Linked DNA regions of Mus musculus: regions 1 and 2 are each linked to region 3. Evidence: chromatin contacts called from public HiChIP or PLAC-seq data. All regions are on one chromosome and are shown on one strand. Each heading gives the region's core, a stretch centred on a gene start, on an enhancer-like site or on the middle of the called end of the contact. The rest is flanking DNA. Distances are from core to core; before and after follow the strand shown. Region 1 holds the start of Dync1h1 (dynein cytoplasmic 1 heavy chain 1). Region 2 holds the start of Zfp839 (zinc finger protein 839). Region 3 holds the start of Tnfaip2 (tumor necrosis factor, alpha-induced protein 2).

Region 1 (4,210 bases), core at 467-2,966, 840 kb after region 3:
GCAAGTAGGGATCAAAGGGCTCACAGGGCCCTGCTGGGGCAGGGTTCCAGATGACTTTCATTTCAGATATGTTTCAAATTTTCTACAGTTACATGGTCTTTTGGACAAAAATAGATTTCCACGCAGGAATAAATACAAACTCCAATGTAAAGGAAACCATCTTCAGTCACACTAACACTAGCCAGGCACTAATAGCATCCTAATGCTTTAGACATTGTGTGTAGATTGAAGAAAAATATTCTGCTATCTTCTAACTGCAGGCCCAAACCAAGGCTGTGTGAACATTTTGTAATTAAGAATAGCCTTAAAGCGATACAAACTATCGAAAGGACAGCCACTCTGGTTTTCTAACGGAACCACACAGCCTTTGGAACTCTAGGGAACTTGCTAGCAAATATTCTCAGTCCATCTTCAATCCCTAAGGGCTATTTTACTTTTAAACAGCACATCTGGGTTCCTAGGGAAATGCCACACCCATTCGCCAGCATGTCATACAAGTTCCCCAGATGCTACAAAGTGGTTTTAAAGCCTCAAGAAGGAAGGAGTCCTGCAAGCAAGCCCCCTATTCCAGATCAATCTAGGGATGTTGTGAGAGTCTCTGCTGGAGGACACAACGGGAACATGTCAGCTTCTTTGCCTCCTTCCCCAACTAGGTAAGCAACAGTTCTTAAGTCTTTGAAATCAGACTTAAATGTCACAGAGCTGTCATTAGGGTCATCTAAGCAACAATTTCAAGCCATGATCAGCAAAACAAGCAATTTGGACTGGAAACTGATATGCTGAGTCTAATCTCAAGGTCCTGTATTTTAGCTGGTGACCTTGGACCAGCCACGGGACTCAGTTTCCTGGTTTGTAAAACTGGGAGATACACCCACTCAACAATGATGCTGCGAGGCCAATGGAGGCCTACGCGTAGGCAGCCGCAGACAGCAGAGATGCTGGGTGACCAGGGCCTGCCCACTCCGGCTCCCGCCAACCCACCGGTCCCCGAGCCCACCCAAGGGCCAGCACCTAGGCTGTCCTAGACACACTCTTCCCAAAGCGAGCTAAGCTTGGATACGAATCGAAACCAAAAAAGCTCATGTGACTCTGGAGGCAGGGATGCGGCCCTGTGCCCAGCCGGGACCGGGAGACGCTGTCTCCACCCAACTCGGCCATCTTGAGAAGCCGCGGAGACAAAGCGACCCCACTGTGCGGGCGCTGGCGGTCCGGGCACCCTAGCTGCTCCACGCGACCGGGGAGGGGGCGCCGCGCACCTTTGAGGGTGGAGCGCTCCACCAGGACCGTGTGGACCTGCGGGTCTGACAGGAACTTGCGCATCTGCTCCAGGGCGCTCTTCTCCTCCAGCGCCGCCTCCAGCGCAGCCGGCGCGTCGCCGCCGTCCTCCAGCAGCAGCGGCACCAGCTTACGCAGGTGCTTCTGCAGCACCGCCACGTCCGCCACATTCTGCACCGCCGACACCTCCAGGCCGGCCGAGCCGTCCTCGCCGCCGCCCGGCTCCGACATGGCGGATCCACGGAAGGGAGAGAGATAGAAAGAGAGAGAGCGAGAGCCGAGAGGAGCGGCCTCCGGCACGAGAGAGCAGTGAGCGAGGGGAACCGGCGACAGGAGACGCTCTGCCCGCTAACCCGCGGCCGACTGCGGACAGCGGAGCCGGCTCCGCCCTAAAGGCCGCCGCTCCCGCCGGCCCCGCCCCGCCCGCTGGCTGCAGCCACCGGCGCCCGCTCGCGGTCGGCGTCGCGACGTTACGCATGCGACTGGAGGCGGGGCTATGTGCGGCGCCGCGTGGCCTTTTGGGACTTGTAGTCGGAGGGCAGGGCGGGACCCATTACTCTGCGCAAAAGTGGTCCAGGAACCGCGTCTGTCTTCATTGCCAGGTGGCAGAGAATATCACAGAGCCAGCCCCTCAGGCTTCATAAATAGTGTTTTAAGGATGCATTGACGAGAATTGACATTTAGTGAGAGTTCATCCTCTGCCCGACATTGCTATTAATAACCTGAGTTCTCCCGTTGAATGAATGGAGTCTGGAGTCCCAACTGCCCAGTCGTTATTAGATACACATTGGGAAGATGAGGACGTTTTTTCAGAGGAGATGAGGGGCATGCCCACAATGACTTCGCTAAACTGGATAGGGAGAGAGTGGAAGGGAGATGATTTTAGCTGAGGAACTGGCGTCTGAGGAAGGGAAGGTTAGGTATGGGTGGAGCAGCAACTGCAGTGCAGTCTAACGGTAGGCTAAAAGAAACCTGGATAGTAGGAACATCAAGCTACGATGGGACCTGGCTTCTGAACACAGTGTCATTTACCAAGCGAGGGTGATGTAAGAGAAGGACGCATGAGTGAATCCACTGACAACGGTAAGCTCCCCATACCTGCAGCACCCACCGCTCTGTGGGTTCGGGAATCTGGATCGGCAGGAGGCAGGGGCTCAGATTGCTCCTAAGTTTCCCTGCATCTGACCCATCACCCCTCCTCCCATACACGGAGGACAAGAAGGGCAGAATCTCTTTGCTTACTTTCTTAGGGTTAGTAACTGGCCTTTGAAAGTTCAGGTCATAACTTGCCTGTTCAATTGGGTAGAGGGAACTAAGCCAAAATGATCTTTAAAAATATAATAATGCCGAGTTAGAAAGCTGAGTCCTGATTGGTGGGATGATGGTGGTATGACTTGATTCTCCCAAATCATCTTTGGAATACGGGAAGCCCTACAATATGCTTATTCCTTGCACAATTGTCCTGTGCCAGGTCCCAGAGGCTGCTGATGGAGGCCCGAAGATTCTTCTAGAAGCCAGACAGAGAGAGAGACAGAGAGACAGAGAGAGAGAAAACAGATAAATATCCCCATTCTCCCTCCATCAGCCCACCCTGGTGTAATGTGTCATAAATAATCTTGCAGAGGTGAGAGGACAGACCCAAAGCTACTGTGGTGAATTGCTACTGTGGAATTGCTGGCGTACTGGCAGTGATCAATACTGAATGTCCACCTGACACTAGGTGCTGTGTTAGTGTTTCCCTCTGCCTATCCTGCAGAGATAGGAACAAGGACAAAAGACCGGAGATTCTGAAACCTGCAGGGACTTAGTGGGTGTGGGGCTGATTGCACACTGGCTGCACTGTGAGTCAGCACCTGGGAAATGCAGTCATTCAGTTATCCGAGGACTCACTCATCTGCAACCTGGCTCCACGCCAGGGGACAGATAGCAGGCTCAGACTTTGGATTATTATCATTCCAAAGAAGACAGAAATGATTTGTTTACAAGGATTTACAAGTGGATCAAACCTGTGTGCTTTTTCAATAAACATTCTGTTTTTGTTTTTTAATATAGTAAGAACAGACCTGCTGCACACAGGCTGCTGAGATTTCTAAGGGCACCATCCTAGAGGCTGGCCAGGCTGAGACAGGGCTAACGAGGAAGCTGAGCTTGGCTGAAGATGCCCTTCTGCTTCGTGGCATAGGACGCAGCCAATCTTGGGTGGGGACCCGGCCTTTCTAGTCTCCTGTCTGTGAAAGCATCTGCTTTCAAGTGTTGAGAGGAGCTGGGAAGAGCATTTCTTTCCTGATGAGGGATGCTGGTGGCGGCTAGAGTACATACAACTTTGTCATAAATTTGTGATACACTGTGTAGAGGTCTTGCGCATTCCCAACATCTCTTTAAAATACCATATGACGTGCTGTTGAGATACCGTGTCAGGCTCATTCTCTGTATTCTGCCCCCTCTCTCAAGCCCTAGAGAGCACACAATCTCTCAGTGGGACCACTGTCAAACCAGCACCTCCAGGCTGTGTTTCCAAATACCCCTTCTCTGAATTCCATATTGGACTTTTGTTTTTCAAGGTCTTGTCATGTAGCCCTGATTGGCCTGGTACTCAGCATGTATGTAGTACATGCTGACTTCAAACTTGAGCAATCATCCTATCTTGGCCTGTAATTCCAGCCCTAGAATTGTGGCGTGTCCTACCATACCTGGTTCATGTTGGGGCATTCACTCATAATCAACCCCACATCTGACATTGCTCTTAGGCCTGGAGAACACCCAACACTTTCTTAATGTATACTTAATGTATGCTTCCAGTCCAGGAATGGGAGGAAGGCGAGCGGCAGGGCACATACAGGTAAAGATTTGGAATTTCTTTGCCATACTTTCAGACAGACGACATCATTTGCGCTACTAGGCACAGCTGGAGGATCTAGCTGGCATTTCACCTCAC
Region 2 (4,286 bases), core at 1,105-3,604, 590 kb after region 3:
CACAACAGAGGCCTTCGAGAACGTTCCAGAAGACGACTGTCTCTCAGGTGCCTTGAAGGTCACAATGAATTGGTCAGGCATTACAAGGCACTTCTGTCTAAGGGAAACGAGGCTTCTTGGAAGGCTAGGACCGCGCACAGCTGTTGGTGGAATTGAAGTGTGTCTATAGGTCAGGAACAGTGAAGATGGGACCAGAGACCCACATTACCCCAGAAGGTGGTCACTGGCTTGTACTTTTGGTCTGCTGTCCCCACAGTGAGCCAGAGCTTGCTATCCTGGTTGTATCAATGAACCCCAAGTGTACCCCGGAATGCTGCCTCTCCTCTCCTGCATTTCCAGCTGGCACCCAGCCTGGCAAATCTAGCTCAGACACTAGCTTTTCAGCATTAGCTGTGTGCTCCCAGAGACCGTTTCCTTTTTCTGAATGTATTCAGTTAGTTACATCTCTAGCTTTTTGTCCTTGACCAGCTATCATCTGGGTCTTGTGTCACTTCCTCCTAGTCCTCAGACTCCTTGGGGGCAGAATCCTTATCTGCTTGGCCTCTGGGTTATCAGGGCACAGTTTAAGCTGGAAGATTATCCTGCACACCAGGCCACAAAGGGGTCCATTCTTTCATTATTTGAATCTGGTTTTCACCATCCCCATCACACCAGCTACCACCAGCAAATCTATCAAGCTAACTTTGATTAAGTTTGCTCTCCTTTGGTGGAAATTATATCACTGCCTCTTTCCAAAGCTGTCATATCAAATTCAAAATTGTGGCCATATTTAGCAAGGTAAGGAGGACACAGCCTTAGAGTACAGCAAGCCGAGACACTGAACCTCTCTTGTGTGGTTTCCCTGGGGTGGCAGCGATGTAGTTCGGTTGATAAGAGTGTTAAACCACAGAGGAACCACACAGTTCAGCCCCAGCACCGCACACACCTCTAGAGGAGGGGAAGGAAGGATTAGCGATTTAAAGTCATGCTCAGCCATGTGTCAGGTCTGCAGCCACCCTGGGAAACAAGACCTAATCTCAGAAAGGAGACAAACCAAAAAGCAAAACATGTCATGTGGCCGCTGACAGCCGTGCCTCTCTGACAATGTATGATAGCGTGCAGACGCTCCGAGCAGGAGCTTCACGGAGGCCGCACCAATGGTGTGTCACGTCTGTCTCAGACTTGCTCCCTAGGGCAGCAGTCTACCAGTGAGGAACCTTAGATAGTGAGCCATCCTTCCTGCAGGCAGAGAAGCCAATGCCCAACGAGGGTCAGTCACCAAGGGTCACTCTTCTAGCAAGTGCTGTCAGGAAGACAGCACGCCTTGAATAGCCAATATCTACCTCAAAACCACTGGAGACCACAGAATTCTATTCTCTGCCCTATTTTTGGTGGAGGCAGCTCTCTCTCCTGGTCTCTCCCCTGAGGTGAGGTGTGTGTTGTCATTTGCAAAAGCCAGCAGGTCTTCTTACGACCGACATAGAGTACCTTCAGTTTCAGGAGCTACCTGGACCCTCCCAGGAGAAGCCAGATTTTAATGGCTACTCTCAAAACAGCCCAAATCTGTGTGAGCTAGGGGGTAAACCCGCCGGGAGGGAGGGAGTTCTGCAGTGCGGCGCCTTCCTGTGCTTCTTTGCTACTGTATTGGACACTGAAGTTTGCCAAAGTCTCCAGCAAAGTTCTCTCCACTCAGGCTCAGTTCTGGGTCAGTGGCTGCGCGTGCCGCCACCGCTTTCCTCTAAATTCACTCAGCTCTGGGTTCCAGCTCCAGAACCGATCAGGAGAAAGTTCTCCCTTGTCACCCCCCACCCCCAAGACGTGACTTATGCTACCCGCTGGCCGTTGAGAATACACTTGGCCTCAGTGTAGAACCTGGCATACTTCTAGCGCCCCATAGATGCTGAAGGAAGGACAAGTTGCTGTAGGGCGGGCCAGGCGCCGAGGGGCTTGGAGCAGGGCTGTGAGCGCAGAGGAGGAAGCAGGACGCCCCGAGGTGGGCCGGGCGCGCAGAGCTGGGCGCACACGACCCAGGCTCCGAACGCGGTCCGCAGCGGCCAGCTCCGGCCCCTCCACCCCGCGCGGCGCCTCACCTGCGGTGTCAGCAGGCGCGGGGCCTCGGCGCCCGGCCCCCGCTGGGCCTGTTGGGCCCCGTCCCGGAGCCGCCGCGCCGCGGCCGGCAGCGTGCTGGGCGGTGGCTGCGCCCGAGTCACCTGCTCCAGAACCCGCCGCAGCTGCTCGGGGTCCAGCGGAGCCAAGCGCACGGCGCCGTGGCTCCGGCCGGGAAGAGTCGAGCCACTGTCGCCGACATTCCCGGACTCCGGTTCCGCGCCTGCCATGGCGGCCTATGGGGGGGGACTCGAACCCGTGTCGTCTGTAGGGGCGGGGCGGAAGTGCGTCACCCGGTAGAGGGCGGAACCTACGCGTGCCCGGCAGGCCAAAACATCTCCATGGCTCCGGGGCTTGTACTAAATTGCTGCCGCCGCCGCTCTGTTAATGTTTCGATCCCCAAGTGTCACTCGCTCCATGCTGATGTCCCGGATCGGATCCTCAGTGGAGGTCTTCGGAGTTCCCGAGTCCCGGGCTTACACTGATCTCTAATCCTCAAATTGAAAAGTCTTCCTAACCCCGCTCGAGAAACTTGGCGTTACAGTCACGCACCACTCACTACTTCTGGTTTTATGCGGTGCCAGGGGCTCGAACCATGGCTTTATGAATTCTAGGACAAAGGTTCAACCAAGTTAAGATTTACAAGGGGGCTTCTCGAGAGGGAGTCAGTTTAAACGTCTGAGCAGTCAGTCAGACATACATGTTGGTGGCTTTCAAGTTACAAAGGGTTACAAGGGTTGCTGGAGGAAACCTTTTCCCCTCTGCAGTAAATGAGTTTAGAGGGCTGCTCAGGGTGACTCTAGAGGATCCTTTCACAGACTGCAGTCTGGTCAGATAAAACTACAGGTCACATTATAATTTATAATCCTCACATATATAAAGTGTAGTCTCGTGAGGTTCCTAGAAAATTGCAAGTTTATACCTGAGAAAAGAAATAGGTAATATATACATAATTTATTGTTGTCTTAACATTATTATTTGGGGGAGGGTGGAGTTCAAGACACGTTTCTCCGTGTAACCCTGCACAGAGTGTCCTAGAACTCCCTCTGTAGACCAGGCTGACCCTGAGTGCTGGAAATGAAGGTGTGTGCCATCATGCCCAGTTTTTAACATTATTATCTTAAGCATTTCTATATAGATGGAATATTCTCTTTATGTTGGCAACCTTCTCAGTAATTGTCAATTATGCATGAGTCCTTGCTTGACACCCTGCTGGCATGAGGCTTCAGCGCGACTCCAGGGTAATGAGCACTTTTCCCTTCCGTGTGTCCGCTCAGTTTTACCCTGCCTCACAATAGGATTATAAAGTTTGCATTTAATTTCATTTTTTGTTTTGTCTTATGTGTATGGGTGTTTTGCCTGGGTCTATGTACACAACTCGTGTTACTGGCAGTCCCCTGGAACAGAGGGATTGCTGTGAGCCACCATGTGGTTGCTGGGAATGGAACCCTGGACTTCTGTAAGAGCAGCCAGTGCTTGGAACCACTGACCCATCTCTCCAGCCCCAAAATGTTTGCATATTTGACATTAGTGCTCCATCTGAAGCCTCCTCAAGTGTTTCTGGGGTGACCCATCCCACAGCTACCTGGCATCTAGAGTGAACATCTCGAGGGCAGGAATGACATATTACCCATTGGGTGCCCAACACAAGCTCTGAGCCAAAGTATACACTCAGGGATGCATGGATGGATGCATGCATTGATGGATGGATGGATGGATGGATGGATGGACAGACAGATGGATGGGTGGGTAAATAGATGGGCAGATGCATCCATCCACCCATGTGTCCACCCTTCTCACATTTCAGTCTGTCCATCCGGCTCCCCAGCCTCAGCCTAACTTCTCTCTGTACTGTAGTGGTTCTGTGTGTCAGCTCTTCGCTGAGTAGCACAGTAGGACCACTGGTCAACACATCCTCATTAAGCCCCTGTTGGGTGGATGAGGGTCCTATCAATCACGAGTCAGTGTGAGATGAGGGAGACGCATAGGAGAGGGACTGGGGACAGCCTGCTGCCAGGGAAGGCTCTGATTATTGCATTTCACCAAAGGATTCTCTTTTTATTTTAAACTATGTATGTATGTGCCTGAGTATATACTATGTGTGTATTATGTGTGCACTTGTGAGCAAGAACATCAGATCATCTGCGGTGGTTATAAGCCACGGTGGGTGCTTGCCTGCGTGCGTGCGATGGGAACTGACC
Region 3 (4,798 bases), core at 780-3,279:
CAGCCTCTGCACCTTCTCTGACTCCACCAGACTCTGGGGGCGGAGACAGGACAGGATGATACCCCTTGGGACAGCAAGAACAGGTCTAAGAGTTCACAGCCATGCAGTGGTCACAGAGTCTAGCACCTTTCCTCCTGAGACCAGCACCCCCTCCCTCTGCCCCCTTTCACGGGTCTTTATTTAGTTTTGGGATCACAGAAATCTACCACAAGCAAAGATACAGCTGTTGTCCTGGGACCACAAGAGGAACTGAGCCTGTCCCTTGTAGTACGCTGCTTTAGGATTAGGGGGTCAGACTTCAGACCCTGGGCAAACGACCCCAGGTAACCTTTTACTCGTGAGCAAAGCACAGGCCTTCCTGAAGTCACACAGCAGCTTGAGTGTGGAACCCACACTACCCGCTTTGCAGCCTACCCTGCTTGTTTCCAAATGGGGTGATGCAATTTCCCAAGGCCTTCTGTTTCCCCTCCCTTCCCGGGTGCCCATCCCATCCCATCTCTCCCCAGCAAGTATGTTATTTAGCTTAAAATAATCTTGTGGTCACTAGCTTGAGCTTGGAGGCCAGAGAACATCTCCCTCAAAGGACTGGCTTTTCTCAGGCCTCCACATCCCTGACTGTGTGTGTGGATTGTCAGAGCAAGGAAGACCACCCGAGGAAGCAGGGCTAGCCTGGAGGGAGGGAGCAGGCAGGAGGAGGGCCTTTCTGGTAAACGGTGTGACCCATTACCAGGAGGTGGCTTCCCTGCCCCATCCTTCAAGGATAAAAACCCCAAGCTGTAGCTTCATTTCTTCAAAATGACCTGGCGTGATCCAGGAACAGCTCCCGGTAAGGCAAGTGGGAAGACCCACCATCACGAAGGAGAACCCCGGAAACTGCGGAGGGGAGGTGCTTGCCCAAACACAACACACTTTAAGGGCCCTTTCCCACACCATCTCCGCCTCCACCAGCTCAACTGCCCAGGTTCGGGATAGATTCCTGAGGGGCTTATCTCATAACTGGGGCATGGGTAAAGCACCCTGATTGGACAGAAAGCCTGGGCTCCTCTACCCCAGCTCTTATCATCCTCACCAGGTGCCCTGAGCAGAGAGAGCCCTCTCTCTCGTTAACCTCATGAGGCCTGAGATAGGGCCAGGCAGTTTTTAAAGCCTGTGCCAACCTATCCCACTCGCATGGCAAACACCCATAAGGGCTGGCCTGGCTGATGGAGCTGCTGACCTGAATGTCTGGCCCCAGTTGCCCTTCAGTGTCAGAGGCTATTGGTATAAAAGGGAGGAGCATCTGCGGGCTCAGCTACACTTCTCACCAGGATTAGGGCTAAACAACATTCTTCCTCAGTATGTCTCGGTTTTCCCGTTTGTAAAATGAGAACGAGCCCTCCCCTCACTCCTTTCTCAGTGCTGCTCAGAGGATGTGGCAAAATCAGAAGCCTGGCACTGGGTGGGCCTTAGAAAGCAAGTTCCCCTGTATCCCTGACTGCAGAGGGGAAAGGCAGCAGGAGTAATGAGATGCTGTTTAAAGCATCACCAAGCCGGGCCCGCAGAGGCACGAAGGGGTCTCAGAGACACATGGGAGGGCTGCATCTGGTGGCTGGATGGTGTCACCTCCCTCAATTCTAGACACCACAGAGAACCTCACTGATCTTGCAACTAACTTACTGACTCTTGCCCCACAAGAGATCATCCGGACAGGGAGTCCCGCGGGTGCTGGGACCTTCCTTTTGTAAACCCGAGACTCCCTCACTTTTGTCCCAGTCCCTACAACACTTAAGAAACTTTCGCTGCGCGCGGGGATTCCGGACCCTGGTGTGAGGGGCTCAGAGTAACGCCTGTAAGTCCCTAGCAGTGCGTATGCTGGAGGTCAAGGGACCTCGAAATATCCCGCCCGCGTCCCCTTGGCCACTCAGGGCCATTCCCCCGGCGAATCCTGTCCGACACTCTGTGTCAGGACTGGAAGGGAAGCTACGTAGAGCGGCAGGGACAGAGGCACAGCGGCAGAGGTCACTTACTGTGTCCAGGACAGGACGCCTTAGTCCCGACCCTGGAGGGGCCCTCCTAAAATAGTCGCAGGCTCCGCCCAGACTCTGCCTGCTCCACCAACCGCAACCGCGGAAAATCCGCTGGCGGACGCCTCGGCCCGGCGAGTCCAGTGTTGGGGGCGGGGCCGGGCCGGTAGAGAGAGGGGCGGGGTCACTTTGCTGTTCCCAATAGCCTGGAAAGAGTGGTCTTGATGTGCGTGCACAGGGAGCCACGAGTTCCGCTTAGCGGAGAGCTGTTGTCGCACCACGGTCTCTGATTGGCTACCTAGCAGGGGCGCACGCACAAAGCCTCTGTCCCGCGTCACACAGTCAGCACCTACTTAGGTCTGGGGAGTGCCCTCTTCCATCTCAACGCCTCTGCCAAGTGTTGTTACCGCTCTGAGCACCCCTGTGTCCTTGAAAGTCTGGAAGGAAAGCTTCCCGGAGGAGGTGTCCTAAGGCAGCTGGGCACACGACTGGTAGTGGGACCTCTCAAAACCTCTCATCACCAAGCCTTGAGTGATGGGGCCCATCTTCATCATTATCCTGAGGTTACACAGAAATGACAGACAGCCCTCACCTGAGCCTCCTTCTCCAGGGCTCCCAGTGACAAGATTTTCCAGGATGGGGCTGGGGGTGATCCTCAGCACTCCCTTCTGCGGGCCTTTTCTCGGGGGTCTTTTCTCGGGGGTCTTCCCACCTTGGGGAAGGTGGGGTTGTAGGCTAGTGTAGAAAGGGGAATTTCTGCCCTCTGGAAGATGGGCTCACTCAGGAATTTCCCTGCTAGACACCAGCTTCTTTTTTGCCTCTACTTGGAGCTCGGCTCCTCCCCATCTTTTGTTTGGGCCCTCTCTTCTTTCCCTGCCTGTCTAAGCACAGAGCTTTGAGGAAAGAGGGAAGGGCAGCTGAGTGGGTGGGTTATGTTAAGGGGTTGTCCCTGGAAACCCAGAACTTCCTCTTCCTCCTGGGGAGCAGTGGCCAAGTGCCAGGTTTAAGAAGACTCTCCTCCATCCTATACCATGGTAGGTTGTAGGAGGCAAGAACAGAAGGCTGCCGGGCGGGAGTGGTGCACACATTCAATCTCAGCACTTGGGAGGCAGAGCAGACAGATCTCTGAGTTTGAGGCCATCCTGGTCTACAGAGCAAGTTCCAGGTAGCCAGGGCTACGCAATGAGAGCCTGTCTCAAAACTCAAACCGCACGCTTCCTCTTCTCCCTGAGGTCCTAATGGGTGATATTTCTATTGAGCCTCCAGGGTCCAAGCTGGGTGTTGCCTCTGCTCCACAAGGGAAGACAAAGACCCTAGGACTGTACCCACAATCCCATCCAAATATAGAAAGAGGATGAGAACCCAGGCCTTCTACTTCCAGCCTTCTACCTCCTAGCGGCCTCTCGACACATCGTATGACCTCCCCAGAGTATCCAGCCTCCGCTCTATTGATCCAGCTCCAGATTTCAAACAGATAAGGAAATGGTTGGGAAACTCCACAGGTAGGATTGAGGGACAGAGGAGTCAGGCTTTCAAGAACCCACATCTGTTCAGAGCCTATGGGCTCTGTGGGACAGATGTTGGACTTCCATTCTTGCCCCATGGTGCCCACAGCAGCTTGCTCAGAGCATAGTCAGTAGAAGCCAATGCCACCCATCTTGCATGTCAGAGTTTAGGATGAGGGTCAAAGGTCCTCTGTGAATTTCCCAACACAAAGGAAATTTGAAAACAGGGCTATTTGGATAGCTGAGGGCCAAAGATCGGTTGATTCTCGGGGTCAGCGATAGTTTAACTATTTTTCATAGTCCCCCCCACACCCCCGCCCCAATCCAGCCAAGAAATGGATCCCACAGGATAGAAACATTGGATCAGCTTACCTGGTAAACTGCTATCCCAGCCCCGACTCTGGCACCTGAGAGTTGGTGCAGCAGCCAGGAGTAGGCTGGCAAAGGTTCCTAGCCCAGCACAGAAGCTCTGCTGGCCAGCACCTGGACAAGAGCCTGAGTGCCAGGATGACAGGCATGCACCATCACAGGCTCTCTCTCTCTCTCTCTCTCTCTCTCTCTCTCTCTCTCTCTCTCTCTGTTTGGTTTTCAAGACAGGGTTTCTCTGTGTAGCCTTGGCTGTCCTGGAACTAACTCTGTAGACCAGGCTGGCCTCGAACTCAGAAATCCACCTGTCTCTGCCTCCCAAGTGCTGGGATTAAAGGCGTGCGCCACCACTGCCCGGCTACAGGCTCTCTTTTTATTTTTTAAATTATAATATATGCATAATAGTGAGTTACCGTTTTAACAGTTTTGGGCGTTCTAGCTAAGTGCACCAACACTGAGGTACAGCTGCAACCACCCCCATCCACAGAACTTTTTTTCCCCACATGGTGTATCTGCATGTGAGTGCAGGTGCTTGGTAGTCCACAAGAGGGCGTTGGATCCCCTGGAGCTGGAGTTACAGGCAGTTGTGAGGCTGCTCAATACGGGTTCTGGGAACTAAATTCGGGTGCTCTGCAAGTTCAGCCAGTGCTCTTAACGACTGAACCGCCTCTCCAGCTCCACACAACTTTTTCCCCTGTAAAACTAAACACACTGTTTGTCTCCATTACACAACCACTGCCCATTCCCTTGTATCCCTGCATTCCTGGTACCCCATTCCATGGCTATGTCTGTTCCATGGATCCAGTGAGTGGGTGGATACAGCCTTTGTGCCAGTGTGGTGATGCTTCGTAAAGGAAGAAAGACTAACTCTTGGTGTCATTTACCCAGGAGTGGACCTGATTTATCCAAAAGTGTTTGAGTCTC

The links. HiChIP or PLAC-seq counts read pairs in DNA pulled down with a chosen protein or histone mark.
Region 1: a contact with region 3 is called in an H3K27ac HiChIP or PLAC-seq map of bone marrow-derived dendritic cells, with 5 times the contacts expected there. The contact joins the promoter of Dync1h1 here to the promoter of Tnfaip2 in region 3. A contact is called at or near these places in 3 of 39 promoter capture datasets (fetal liver, liver and neutrophils) and 2 of 115 datasets of contacts at active chromatin or transcription factors (bone marrow-derived dendritic cells and pancreatic cancer cells).
Region 2: a FOXA1 HiChIP or PLAC-seq map of pancreatic cancer cells shows a contact between it and region 3. The contact joins the promoter of Zfp839 here to the promoter of Tnfaip2 in region 3. A contact is called at or near these places in 1 of 39 promoter capture datasets (erythroid cells) and 2 of 115 datasets of contacts at active chromatin or transcription factors (bone marrow-derived dendritic cells and pancreatic cancer cells).

The regions. Positions count from the first base shown.
Region 1 is chr12:110,598,901-110,603,110 of GRCm38.p6, reverse strand. It overlaps Dync1h1 (dynein cytoplasmic 1 heavy chain 1), which reads right to left and starts at 1,716. Exons shown (of 77, transcript NM_030238.2): 1 at 1,257-1,716. The coding sequence starts at 1,506. It overlaps Gm35558 (a long non-coding RNA gene), which reads left to right. Exons shown (of 2, transcript XR_381950.4): 1 at 1-2,358; 2 at 2,747-4,210.
Region 2 is chr12:110,848,347-110,852,632 of GRCm38.p6, reverse strand. Zfp839 (zinc finger protein 839) reads right to left here and starts at 2,354. Exons shown (of 7, transcript NM_001199785.1): 1 at 2,070-2,354. The coding sequence starts at 2,315.
Region 3 is chr12:111,439,892-111,444,689 of GRCm38.p6, reverse strand. Tnfaip2 (tumor necrosis factor, alpha-induced protein 2) reads right to left here and starts at 2,029. Exons shown (of 12, transcript NM_009396.2): 1 at 2,007-2,029.